Linked DNA regions of Mus musculus: regions 1, 3 and 4 are each linked to region 2. Evidence: chromatin contacts called from public promoter capture Hi-C data. All regions are on one chromosome and are shown on one strand. Each heading gives the region's core, a stretch centred on a gene start, on an enhancer-like site or on the middle of the called end of the contact. The rest is flanking DNA. Distances are from core to core; before and after follow the strand shown. Region 1 holds the start of Sorbs3 (sorbin and SH3 domain containing 3). Region 2 holds the start of Slc39a14 (solute carrier family 39 (zinc transporter), member 14). Region 3 holds the start of Bin3 (bridging integrator 3). Region 4 holds the start of Pdlim2 (PDZ and LIM domain 2).

What was found. Capture Hi-C pulls out chosen DNA fragments and counts their contacts.
Region 1: a contact with region 2 is called in a promoter capture Hi-C map of pancreatic islet. The contact joins the promoter of Sorbs3 here to the promoter of Slc39a14 in region 2. A contact is called at or near these places in 22 of 39 promoter capture datasets (the 3T3-L1 cell line, 3T3-L1-derived adipocytes, the C10 cell line and 14 more), 2 of 15 datasets of contacts at CTCF or cohesin (large pre-B cells and pro-B cells), 9 of 484 Hi-C or Micro-C datasets (B cells, the HL-1 cell line, liver and 1 more), 14 of 115 datasets of contacts at active chromatin or transcription factors (the 230-238 cell line, bone marrow-derived dendritic cells, bone marrow-derived macrophages and 9 more) and 4 of 9 other capture datasets (adipose tissue, liver, macrophages and 1 more).
Region 3: a promoter capture Hi-C map of adipose tissue shows a contact between it and region 2. The contact joins the promoter of Bin3 here to the promoter of Slc39a14 in region 2. A contact is called at or near these places in 3 of 39 promoter capture datasets (cranial neural crest, frontonasal cranial neural crest and pre-B cells), 1 of 484 Hi-C or Micro-C datasets (double positive thymocytes), 2 of 115 datasets of contacts at active chromatin or transcription factors (bone marrow-derived macrophages and pancreatic cancer cells) and 1 of 9 other capture datasets (adipose tissue).
Region 4: a promoter capture Hi-C map of liver shows a contact between it and region 2. The contact joins the promoter of Pdlim2 here to the promoter of Slc39a14 in region 2. A contact is called at or near these places in 11 of 39 promoter capture datasets (the C10 cell line, the HPC-7 cell line, cranial neural crest and 7 more), 2 of 484 Hi-C or Micro-C datasets (nephron progenitors and uterus), 10 of 115 datasets of contacts at active chromatin or transcription factors (bone marrow-derived macrophages, craniofacial prominence, embryonic basal ganglia and 7 more) and 3 of 9 other capture datasets (adipose tissue, liver and pancreatic islet).

What each region holds. Positions count from the first base shown.
Region 1 is chr14:70,205,890-70,209,243 of GRCm38.p6, forward strand. Sorbs3 (sorbin and SH3 domain containing 3) reads right to left here and starts at 1,782. Exons shown (of 21, transcript NM_011366.3): 1 at 1,635-1,782. The coding sequence starts at 1,738. Gm26908 (a long non-coding RNA gene) reads left to right here. Exons shown (of 5, transcript XR_874791.3): 2 at 1-965; 3 at 1,699-2,123; 4 at 2,890-3,033.
Region 2 is chr14:70,349,834-70,352,924 of GRCm38.p6, forward strand. Slc39a14 (solute carrier family 39 (zinc transporter), member 14) reads right to left here and starts at 1,591. Exons shown (of 10, transcript NM_144808.4): 1 at 1,447-1,591.
Region 3 is chr14:70,098,502-70,101,569 of GRCm38.p6, forward strand. Bin3 (bridging integrator 3) reads left to right here and starts at 1,592. Exons shown (of 9, transcript NM_021328.4): 1 at 1,592-1,695. The coding sequence starts at 1,688.
Region 4 is chr14:70,175,457-70,178,405 of GRCm38.p6, forward strand. It overlaps Pdlim2 (PDZ and LIM domain 2), which reads right to left and starts at 1,359. Exons shown (of 10, transcript NM_001253736.1): 1 at 1,223-1,359.

The sequences.
Region 1 (3,354 bases), core at 532-3,031, 140 kb before region 2:
ACGGCCCTCGTGACTGGTCAGGACGCTGGGCCAGGCTCGGCGCCCAACAAGGAAGAGAGCGGCCGAGGGGGCGCGCTAGGAGGCAGGACCCTGAGATGAATGCGGCAGGAGGAGTTTGGGACTTGGATTTGAACTGTGAGCCGGGGCTATGCTGGAGTAAAGTGGAGATGCCTGCTACTCCCTCACTCACTCCCGCGAGTGCCCTCTGTCCGGCGACGCGCCACGGGAACACTGTGGCCCCTTGCCCAAGGGGCCGGGCTGTCCAGGAGGCGGTGCCGGGAGGGGCCACCGAGGGTCCCCCGGGAGCCCGCTGGGTTTCCCAGATGCCTTCCCCGGCCCCCACCGCAAAGCTGGAGTCAGAAAGGGGCGGGAGGGCTGGCGGGGGCCACTCAGAGTTTCCAGCGACATTTCCAGGGTGTGGGAAGCGAGCTGCTCCACAAGAGCCAGGACACAGGGCAGGAGTGATTAACCGAATGGTCCCTGAGTGCCAGAGCCCGGGTGGGGCCGGAATTAGATACGCAGCCCTCGGCCTTGGAGAGGCAGGAGACAGGCCCGGAGGCAGACAGGCTGGGACCGAGATAAGTCACGGTGGCCCAGGAACAAGGCAACACCCGCTTGGGGAGAGAGAGTTCATGCTTGTTAGACCTAAGCGCACTGACCAGGCGTTTGCAAACACTCGTGTACTGGCAAACGTGAGGATGCTCACACACACGTGCAAAGTTTGGGGGAGGGAATCGACCGGCTCCCTGGACGTGCCACAGCATTGAAGAGGATAAGGGTGGGGCCCTTTGGGCGGGGATGAGGTTAAGAGGGTCTTGGTGTTCCCATTCACCGTATTTGTTTTGATCCTGCTTTTCCGCTGTTCCTACAGTGCTGACTGCTGACGCAGATCTGAAGGACACCGCCCACTGGCTCCCCATTCTCTCTGGCCCTCCCTCCTCCCCTCCTCGTCCAGTCTTCTGCTGGTAGGTGCCAGGGCAAATGTTTACTGACAATGGAAACCCTGGAGTACTCCTAGCCTAGGATTCACTGCGAACCCAAGTCCCCAACAAATCAACCGGTAAAAAAAACGGTTTCTGGTCCACTGCTGAGTATGGTAAATGACACCTACTGCCTTTTAATTGGTGCCTGAGCCACCTGGAGTTAGTGTTTCCCAGGACATCACAGCCCCTAGCACGCTCACCTCTTATTAGCTTCACATTTTCCCAGTTGTGGGGGAAGAACTGTTTGTGGTGCCCGCAAACAAAACCCACCCCCACCTCCCGGGAAACTTAGGTCAAGGACAGCTCAAGAGATGAGCGTGCCAGAGCTCCCATGAGTGGGGAGTCTTCAGGAAGCAGTTTCATAGGCTTCCAGAGATGTAAACCTGCTAACAGGGCTCTGATTCGCATACGTGAGGTGTTTTTAACGGATGTAGGTATTACACAGTACACGGTGTTTGTGGGAGGGGCGGAGGTAGGAAAGCTGAAGGGAGAGAGATGGAGGAGTGGAGGAGCTCTGAGACCCTCTTTGAGGTCAGGCAGCTGTACACAGCCTCTCTGCCACTTGATTATCCACCCATTCCAGGGAAGCAGCCTCCCCCTCCCCCAGGGGATTAAAAGTACTACCCATGTCCCTCTTTAAAGTTTTCCCACCTGTTAGGGTCCTTGGGACTAAGAAGGGCTACATCACTTTCATTGTCTTCTTTGTTGTTCAAAGACGAAGCTGAAGATCTTCCCACTCCAAGAATCCTGGCCATCCCCCTTCACCAGCAGTGAACTTCTTAGGCTCTAAGGCTCTGACCTGGACTCCAAGATAAATATTTAATGTAGAGGGTGCCGCTGAGCTGCCGAAGGTCCCAACTTCCTGTTTCTCACAAGAGAAGGCACAGTGTGGGCAAGGGAGCTGAGGACTGGCTACCAGTCCCATCTCTATGGGGATGGGGAGTCTAGTAAACAGTCTTGGAGGATGTAGGTTGGGAGGAACGGGGAGGGTGGCAATGGAGGGCTGAACTGCTGCAGCTCTGCTTTGTCAGTCAGGCCGGGGCTGGCTCGCCACCTCTCAGGTTGGAGCTCACTGTGTTCACAAGTATTCGGATGGCTTTACAAAACACGGAGGCACGAGGCGCTAGGACCGCAGGGCAGGTAAGTCCAAGGAAACTTAAATAATCTCCTGCCCTCTTTTCTGCCCAGATTTAGGGAGAATTCTTCCTCTTTTAAGAAGATTAGGGAGAAAAATGTAGCAAGAATTCAGAGACTGGACTTAGAGAGCCAGGTGTCTGGTTTCCTGACCCCTCCCCCTAGCTGTAGCTGGCTGCTGCCTGCCTGCCTCACCCTGAGTAGCTTCCAGTGGCACATTAGAGCCAGGTAACATTGTCCCAGATAGTGCAGCCCTGGTCAGTATGCCATGCTCTGTCTCCTGCACACCCTTCTGCTCAAGAGGGACCTCCTTCCCTAGTAGTCGGCTGCCTGCACCCCTCCAGCATGGCCTTGGGTCAAGGACTGCCATGGTTGCCACAGCCACCTGAGCCCATGTAAACACAGTTACGTAACTGCTCTGTTTTTTCTAGCTATCTGATCCCAGTCACCAGGAGCCCCACCCAGCCCCAGGCAGCCAATTCTGTCCTATGCACATTCCCCCACCCCTCAGCCCCATAGTCCTCTTGTCCTCCGCCACCAACTCAAAGTACCATTAGTCAAGTGACTACCAATTAGTCTCAATCACAATTAGTGTCCAGGACAGTCTAGCATTTGGATGAGACACTGACATCTCTGCTGCAGGCCTGACCTTCCTGTTCGGTAGAAAGGCACCGGCTAGTTCCTTCCCTAGGACAAACTTCAGTACATTCTTGAGGTAGGCTTTCATGTCCTTTTTGGTTTGTGCTCTTAGAAGAGTGTTCTCTTTCTACAGATCAGAAGGGAGTAGCCAAGAACACACGGACTCTTCTAGAGTCCGTAACCAACCCAGCAGTGAGGAGCTGAAGCCAAGTCACCATAGATATACTAGCACAGATCTCGACTCTGTTTCATCCCTGGGGCCATCTCCTGATTCCAGGTCTGGCAGTACTGCCAACTAAGCTCTATCAATGGGCCCACCTATGCCAATCACTCATGAGAACAGGGGCAAGCAAGGGAGGGAAGTGAAATGACCCACTTTGGGGCTCCAAGGGCCCTCTTACACACTGGTCTATCTGGAAGTCTGAGGTTTTTTTTTGGGGGGGGGGAGGGGGTTAGTCACTGCAAAGTGAAGGAACTCTAAGGGAAGCAACAACAATAAAAAAACACAGGGCAGGTCAAGGCAGGTCAATGTCAGACCTGGAAGCAAGGACAGGTATGTAAAACCCCACAAGAACAAGAGCCTGGAGATTTCAGGCCT
Region 2 (3,091 bases), core at 341-2,840:
TTGGTTGCTTAGCCAGCTTCTGGGTTCTTTAATCCCTGTTTCTGCCTCTGCACTGTCCAGGTGAACCACAGAATGCCAGGTGTAGCAGCAAGAAGTGTTCTGCCAGGGTCCTTCTGGAAGAACCCATATCCTGGGTCAGTTCAGTGTCTCTAGTCACAATGATAAAACAGTCACACAAAGAGGACCCATACACGGCCTCCTGACTTTGAACCACTAGCAAAGAGCTCAACTAAGTCACCAATAGAAAGGGGACTAGATGGCTTTTAATTCTAGTTGTCAGAAGTTGTGATTCTGGACATGTTTCTGGCTGTTTGGCCAAGGAGGCACGTTGGAACCCCTCAGTGTTGAAGATTTGTTTTAATAGGTAAGGAGTACGGAATTGTACATCTTTTGGATAGACAATTCAGGCTGGTCTCAGTACTAACCTGAACCAGAATAGTGACCAGATAGTCACTCCGGAGCCAGTTTCTATCGTCCCCTAAAATCAGCACCTCCAGCAAATATATCTATCCCAATGACCAGGGGCTAAAAAGAGCTAATGCTACAATTCCAAAGCCAGGTTACTTCACGAAGAGGGGCCTGCCAAAGTGCTCCTGCCTCTATCCTTCCATTTAGGCCACAGGAAAGCACTCCACCCCTCACCAAACCAAACTGAGAGTTCTCTTGAACGCACAAGCCATGTAACTATTTAGACTACAGATCAGCTTAGAATCTAGGCCCCGGGGTGACAGAAGATTCTTAAAGCTGAACCCACAACCCAGAGAGGCAATTTTCCGGCTTAGAATCTACCTCAGGATCACAAGGTGAGTCTGATGGCTACTTTAGCTATAGCTTTAAAACTCTAAGAGGGAGCAGCCGGTAACCAGACCACCTAATTTGGTCAGTCCCAACCTAAGTGAGCCCAAGAGGCATCGCTGCCGTTAGTCAGGGGAGAATTCAGCGCGGTGCCACCCTTGCGGTTATCCACTCCTGCCCAAGCCAACCAGAAGAATCGGGCATCACTCTCCAGCCGGAGGGTGGTCTGGCGTGGGGCAGGGAGAAGGACACATAGGTTCCTGGGATGCAAGATCCAGACACCAGAGCCCCCGAGCAGCCGCCACCGCAGAGCATCTGATCTACCCATCTACTCCGCTTCCTCTGCGCTCTGTGTCCTGGGGCTCTAGAAAGCTCATCTCAGCCTTTCTGAGCAGCTATCGACCTCCCCGGCGTCCTTCTCTGGTTCACACATCCCGGGCCCTGCAGCTGAAGGGACAGCGCAGTGACCTCCTTCTCCTCGCCACCGTGGCACGGCAATCAGGTGCTACCAGGACTGGGCTCAGGGAGTGCGCGGCCTCCCGAAAAGACTCTGGGTCCTCGGCGTGCCGGTGTCTCCAACCCCCACCCGGTGTCCCCCCTAACCCGGAGGCGCCCGACTTCCCATCCTGCCTGCGCCCGGTCCGTCCTCACCTGAAGTCCTCCAGCCGGCAGTCGGGCCCACGCAGCCTCACTATCCAGGGCCCCCCCCCCAAGGCAGCGGGCGACACAGCTACTGAGTGGGTGCGTCCCCGCCAACAGCCACGCGCCCCCTCTCTACGTCCGGCCCCCGCCGCATGCGCATGCCCGGCCATATACCCTGCGCGTCACCGCTGGGCCCGCCCCCGCCTGCTGCCCCGCCCCGCTCCCCCGGGCCTGCCACGTGGGACCGCCAGCTAACAGCGTCGTTACCCTGGCCAACCTGGTCCTCCAGCGTTGTGCATCCCCGGCTCGCATCCTAGCTCTCTCTAGCTTCATCCACCCTTCCTTGATGAATTCCATCCTTGACTCACGGAGGCCCTGCAGGCTCCGCTATTCTCTGGAAACCTCCCATCTGTCCTTCCTAGCCCCTTTTGTGGGAAACTCACAGCGTGACCTTCCATCCTGTCGCTCCTGAGGGAGAGTGCCCCTCTCTTGGTAGACATTTGTGGTTTTAACACTGTTGATGAATCTAAGAGACTTTTCTGTTTTCTCCAATTCTAAAATATTCTGTAAGCAGGATGGAGCGCTTCATAAACTGCTTTTTTTTTTTTTTTTTTTGCCTACCCCAGCCAACCAAAAGAATTAAAATAACTTGTAACGATCCAAATAAAAGATCATATTCATTTTTTTTCAGAGTTTCGCACCTCTTTCTCACAGTTAATCAGATTCCTAAGGAGCGAGGTCAAGCCTTAGGTTTTGTTTGTCCTGGGAGGGAGTCTCTTCCGCTGTAGGAAGGGCCTATTGTGTTGGATACTGAGCCTTGTATATGCAAATTTCTTGAGAAAAATAAACCACCCACTAAACTCTTATTGTTCTATTCAGCTGGATATTAGGATTATTTCCTCTATCGCTTAACCAACTGTCACCTGGGGCAGGGAGGGCCCCATGGAAGAACCTCAAGTGGCACTGGAACCAGTGAATGGCGGGGGTTTCTGTTCTAGCACAGGGAGTGTGTCCAGCTGGCTGTGGTATCTCTAGATTTGTTCAATAGAGAGATGGCATCTAAGTGCTGGGGAAAGTTCCCTCAAAAAGGAAGTGATAGGAGTAGAACTCCATGTCCCTAGAACAGGTGGCAGGAAGAACTCAGCTCAATGGCAGCTTGCTCTTGCGGGCTGGCTAGAGCACCAGAGTGTGGGGCTGGGGGTTGGTGAGGTAATAGCCAATCCTGGTGGTGCACACCTATAATCTCAGCTACTCTAGAGCCAGAAGGATCTCAAGTTCAAGGCCAGCTGGGGCAATTTAGTGAGCTCCTTTCTCAAAAGGTAAAAGGGGGATTTTTGGTTCAGTGTATGCTTAGACCGCACCAAAGCCATGAGTTCGAGGCCAGCAACCGGTTCTGGTAATGCTCACCTGTAATTCAGCACTGGAGAAGTGGGGACAAGTATCACAAGTTCAAAGTCAGCCTTGGGCCCCTTAATGAATTTGAGACCATGCCTGAACTACCTGAGACCCTTTCTGTAAATTAATAGTGAATGCTTTGCCTAGTGTATGCAAGGTCTTAAGTTTAAAAGATATAAAACTACTGAGGCCACTCAGACTCTTCTGGCCACTCTGTTTTTCTGAAATTCAATTATCTTTACTCTGTAATTACAGTACT
Region 3 (3,068 bases), core at 342-2,841, 250 kb before region 2:
TAACAGTGCACTTGGAAATTGACTGAGAGGGGATTCATCAGCAGTATTATCCATCCCCACTTCTGATAGATGAGGAGTCAAGGCCCAGAGAAGGGACATGATTTTTGTGAAATTGATCATGCTGCCAAAGATGGGACTAGAGCCCTGAGTTCTTCCCTTGGTCCAGATCTCATCCATTCTTGTCCTGCAAAATGTGTCAGCTACTCCAACCAACAGCCCCCAAACAGACTTCTCTCGATATACACAGTCCTAGGCTAGAACTTTTGAAAATATTGCTCACCACAGACGATGTCTGAGGGAGGCTGAGTATGGGGCAGGGGGAAATGGGGCAGAGCCATCCACAAGTGCTGGAACACCAAGAGACTCACAATCACACAGTGTTTCCATTCATCTCACCCCATACAAAGCTGCAAGACTCTCCCAACCCATGCTCTCTGCCTCAGCTGTTTGTCAAGGATTCTGGGTCTTCTATTCTCTTCAAGACCACTCCTTTGCTCCTGCTTACTTATTTCCTGAAGAAATAGCATGGTGATGGTCTGTGACATGTCTTGAGGGAGCCACCTCCTATTGGAAAGCCTTTTTAAAACTAAAAGCCATCCCTTGTTCCTCCTCCTCTGAGCCCCTGGGCCCTGGGAATTTGGGACACGTTGTATATACCTCTGCTCTAGGTCATAGGGACTTAGCTGCTCCCCTGGCTGTGCCTACAACCCTCCAGGTACATTTGAAGAAAGCGAAGTCCTAGAGAGGTCAGGAGAGAGGATTGGAACGGTTCTCTCTGCTTGAGTTTCTGGCTTCTAAAGCAGGAACTTGGGCAGAGAAACTCGGTTCAGCGTATAACTCTAGGTAGTTTGTGGTACACTGGGGCTCTGAATTCTGAGGCCCAATGCAAGCTGTTTGCTTAGATCTTATTCTTCTAAAACCCCATGCACAGCTCCAGGGGCCCCTAACAGCCTGTCCAGCAACTTGTTAGGATTTTTCCTAACATTGCCGAGGCCTTCTACTCCTGTTGTTGTTGTTTTGTTTGCTAGGCTTTGGTGTATTGTTTTCTCTTAAGACTGGATTGATTGTGAAGCCCAGATGGGCCATGTTGTCAACATTAGCCTCGAACTCATGACCTCTCCCTGCCTCAACCTCCAGAATTCGGGGATTGCAGATACCTGTCTGTCATCACACCGGGCTTTCTGAATCTTCCCTCATTGAATAGCTTCACAGACTAGTCCACCCTGAAAAGCACTTAACTCTGTTTCCATTCGAACCCCGAACCTTCTTGAAGAGGGGGGAGGGGACCCAGGTGATGTAGGTGAGACATGCAACATTTTCAATACGAAAGTGTGTAGAGCAAAGCGCAAGCTTCCCGTCTACTGTGTCTCCTCTAGCTCCTTCCCCTGTCGCCGCTTGTGTCTCCGAGTTAGAAACCCCATATCAGACAGAAACTGCAGCCCGTGATGGGTTCTACGCACAGAGCCTTAAAAGCAGGGCCGGAGCGCAACCACGTCCCGCAAAGAAAGTCCGCCTCAAACAACAAGAGAACAAAGTGTTAACGCGTGGGCCCGCCTCCCTCCCGCCTCTTCCGGGCATAAGGGGGCGTGTCCCTCATCACTTCCTGGAGACTGGCCGAATCCGGAAGTGATCCTCGAGAACCTACTTTTCTACCGAGGACCCCGGCAGTCGGCGTGGGTTTAGGACCATGAGCTGGTGAGTGAGGCCGGGTGGCGTCGGCTGGAGCCAGGGCGGCCCGACAGCCCTGCTCCTAAGCGGTTCCGGGAGCCTCCTCGGTGCTCTCCCGGAGGCTCCATCTCTCGGCCAGACTCCCGAGGAGGATCCCTTAGCCTTGGACCCGCGTCTGATCCCTGTTGCCTGCCCTTTCTCCCATCGCATTTCCTTTCACCTCCTTGGCGTGAGGAGTCCCTCTTCCCTCTTCTCTCAGCTATCCATTGAGGTGGAGTCAGTGTCCTCCTTCGCTCCCGTGGGCATCTCTACACCGCGCTTATCTGCTCCGGAGCTGTGTTGCTCATTGAGGCAGACTAGGCACAGTTCTGTGACCAAAATCCAGCTGCTTTCAGACAACTGGAATAACATCACCTAACAGTGCCTCAAAAGACGAAATTCTTTTTAAAAATGTAAAAGTTGATTCTCACATGGGAAGGATCAGAATTGCACCACACACACACACACACACACACACACACACACACACATTTAATGTGTGATTGGACTGTTTGAATCTTTCCAGGGCTGTGACCCCACTGCCCTCTCTCTAAGATAGACATAGCTTAAACTTTATGGGGATCGTCAAACCAAGGAGCCATAGAGCTGGAATGTCACAGCTGCAGATGGGGGTGGGGGGAGCTCACGGTGGATACTTCCTGTTTGTGATTAGCCTAATGTGGAAGGTCCTCTTTCCCCAAAAGCTGGTCCTTAATTGTTGCTCTGGGGTTTTTGTTTTTGTTTTTACGTGCAGATGAAAAGTCATAAATTTTCTGTCTTCCTAGGGCTTCTTTAAAGGCTGTCAATGTCTTTACCATTAGGCCCAAGAGCCTGTGTGTCCATGGTCCCCACTCAAACTCCTAACTGTTTACAATGCATTTGTATGAATAAATTGGCCTCCAAGGAAGTATGAGATTAATCAGCCCTCTTTAGATCCCAAGGTGCATTAATGTAGGGGGCTGGACTTGCTCAGAGCCCAGTCTGTTATGCAAAATAAGTGCATGATAATCAGCTATGAATGAATGAAATTAGCTAGACACCCTCTGAGAAGGCTTTCACACTTGACCACCAGTGGAGACCAAGCTTTCGCCACAAGCAGCTAATGTCAGTCAATGTCAAGGATAGCTTTCTAATGTACAGTGTAAACCACTTCTGCCCCTTCCTCCACCTGCTTCTCAGACTGAGGTTAATTGGTGGACAAATGTCAGACAGCTGGAGAAGCAGGGAACAGAACACACACACACACACACACACACACACACCCGCGAAGCTCTAATAAGCCTCAGCAGGAGATACTCATTTCCCCTCAACCTCTTCCTCCAAGAGGCCCACAGAAAGCTGGAACCCCTAAAAGCTAACTT
Region 4 (2,949 bases), core at 109-2,608, 170 kb before region 2:
AAGAGTTTCACTTCCCCCCACCCTGGGAGGCCTTGAAGACTCTGAGTTCCCCCTTCTAGGGTCTTCAGACTAGTAGATCCCCTAAGACAGGCAGCAGTCCCACTGACAAGAGGTCAGACTTCCATACAAGTGCTTGGTGGAGAACTGTGGGAAGGAATTAGCAGGTGGTAGGAGTGAACGCACCCCGCACCCCTTCACTACCTGTTTCCTGTTCCCTAAACGAAGAGCACAAAATACTTTCTACACTCTGTATAGAGTATACAGGAGGACAGCAAGCCTCAGGATAGCCCCACCAGACAGCAAGAAGTTAGCAGAGGCTGGGGCTGGCAGGTGTCAGACTAAGGTCTTCAGAGGGGCTACCTGGCTCCCTGCCTGACCCCAACAGCTGGGTTCAGATGAACAAGAGGAAGCTTGCTACCTCCTCTAGGGGCCTGCTGCACCCTAGTGAGCAGCCTGAGAAAGGAGGCCAAGGCTCATCTGCCAAGGGAAGCACACCCACACCCACAGCCACCCTGGTACTGGCCAGCAGGGCAAGTTCATGATGCTGCCAGTTTGGCCACAAACTTCTCATCCACAGCCCCCGCTGACCCACAAGGGAGTGTCCTTGTGGACCAGGCCCTCCTAGGATTTCCTGAGCCTCTAGATCTGGAGCCAGGAGCCAACCCAGGCAGGAAGCTGCAATGCCAGCCTGGGCACCACCCAGCCCAGCACCCATCCTCAGGCTGTCCCTGGGGAGATATGGGTCAGCAAGTATGTCCAATATCTCAAGAACATCAAGGCCTGGGGGGAGGGGGAGGCTGTCCAGGCCAGCAGTCCGACTGTCTTGTCCCCCAGGCAACTGGCTTTGCCTTTCACCCAGGCCCAGCCACGGTGTCCCAGGCTGATCACAGAAAGACTGAAAACGCCCTGAGATTCTCAGACCTTTGAGCCGACCAGTGGACTCAGTGAACTGCCTAGCTGTCAGTCTGGCTGTCCCCAGTACCAGTTCTCAAGCTTGCTTCCCAACAAGTCCAAAATACCCCGGGGCGGAGGGGGTTGGGGGTGGGACTGGGACTGGGACTAGAGGACGAGTGTCTGGGTCAGGGGAGAACCCAAGCCAAGGGGTATCCAGGTCGAAGAGAAGTTTCAGGGAAAAGGGGCTTTGGGCCGAGGGTAGGGTCCGGTGAGGAGGAGATCGCCGAGGGCGGTGGCCCGCGGAGGGTGCAGGTGGGCGCGCGCTCACCTGGCTGCCGCTTGCCTGTCGGGCTGGGCGGTCAGGCCAGCCAGGAAAGGGAAGGAGGGAGGGAAGAACGGAGGGAGTAAGGACGAGGAGCCGCCGCCGTTCCACCGCAGCCGTCTGTCCGACTCTAGGGAGAGCTCGCCCGGGGCTCCCAGACCTGCCTCCGCCCATGTGATCCCGGGGCCGCCCCTGCCGCCGCCCCTGGCCCGGGAAGCCGCCTCCTCTGCGCTGCCGAGCCGGGGCGCCGCCACCTGGCCCGCGCCTTGTGGGGGAGCTGGAAGTGGGCGAGCGAGAAGAGCAGACCCTCCTGAAAACCGCCTCTAGACTGAGACCCTTCCGAGGTGTCCACATCCTCCGGACTGTCCCTAAGCACAGGGGGTCGGTTCAAATGACAAACCATCCCCACGGTGCGCAGTATACAGAGACTGCGTCCCACCCCACAATAGGAAAGGATCCCTCGATGTCGCGGTCCCCAGACCTCTGTCAGACAACCGCTGGCTTGATGGACCTGTCTGTGGTCCATCCGATTCTTCTGCCCACTCCTGGCTCCGATGTTGGAGCAGATACAGTCCCGATACCCACACATCTCAAGCCTGGGCCACACCTCCACCCTCCTATCTCTTCCCAGACAGATGCCCCTGGCTTTGTACTGCCAGCGCAGTGACTTAGCCCCAGATACCCCCGCAAGCCTGCCCTGAGCAGGGAGACATGCCCAGACCCAGAGGAGATAGAGAGCACTTGGCAGGGTCATCAGGCACCTCCTCTCCCACCATTCTGCCTGGCATGGGCCAGCTCTAAGCACTACGGAGGACCCTGTCTGCCCAATTCCTATGCCAGACTCCATGACTCAGGGCAACGGTGTGGAGGTGGGGAGAGCAGGTGTAGGCCCAGGAAGGAGGAGCCATCTGACCAGAGGGTCCCCCAGAGCTATACCTGGCAACTCTTGCCCTGGGGAGTTGAGAGCCCACGCAGCTGCCTCCTGCCTCTTCAGTTGCTCTTACAACTTGGCACAGCGTAGAGCACACCTGTGGACCCAGCTGTAACCTGCCTGCCTCGGGTGTGAGTCATTCTCTCCGAGTTCCCCAAGAGAATTGCCCTCGCCACCCTCACCATCCTCCTCACCTACGACGCGCATCGGTGTGGCTCAGAGTCTCTGCACTTCCCAGCCAGCCAGGTTGCCTCCCTGGCCCCACCTCCCACAGTCTCTCCTTGGGCAGGTAAATGGCTCTACCACAGACTAATTCCAGGGGCCTCCAAGAGGGGCCCCTTGTCTGCTGCACCTGCTCTCCCTCCGCAGCTAGTTTGGAAGCCTTTTATGTTTGTTTGGTTTGGTGCTGGGGATTGAAGACAGGGCCCCAGATCTGTACGTATTCTCCCTTTTAAGCTCTACCCTCAGTTCCCTGAAAACCTCTTGAGCAGCCCTCGGGTAGGGCAGGCACTGCCTGGGGTTCACACTGTCCGATCCTCGAGTGTCATGGCTTCCTTTAACTGTGTGTGTGGTGTTGCGTGGTGTGCTGTTTACTTTTTGTCGACTTGATACAAACTAGAGTTCTGTGGAAAGAGGGAATCTCACCTCACCGGGCAATTGCTTCCCTCAGACTGTCTTGTGGGCGTGGCTGTTGGGGGGAACATTTTCTTGATGGCTGATTGATGCGGGAGGGCCCAGCCCACTGTGGGCGGTTCCATCCCTTGGTAGGTGGTCCTGAGTGGTATAAGTAAAGCAGGCTGTG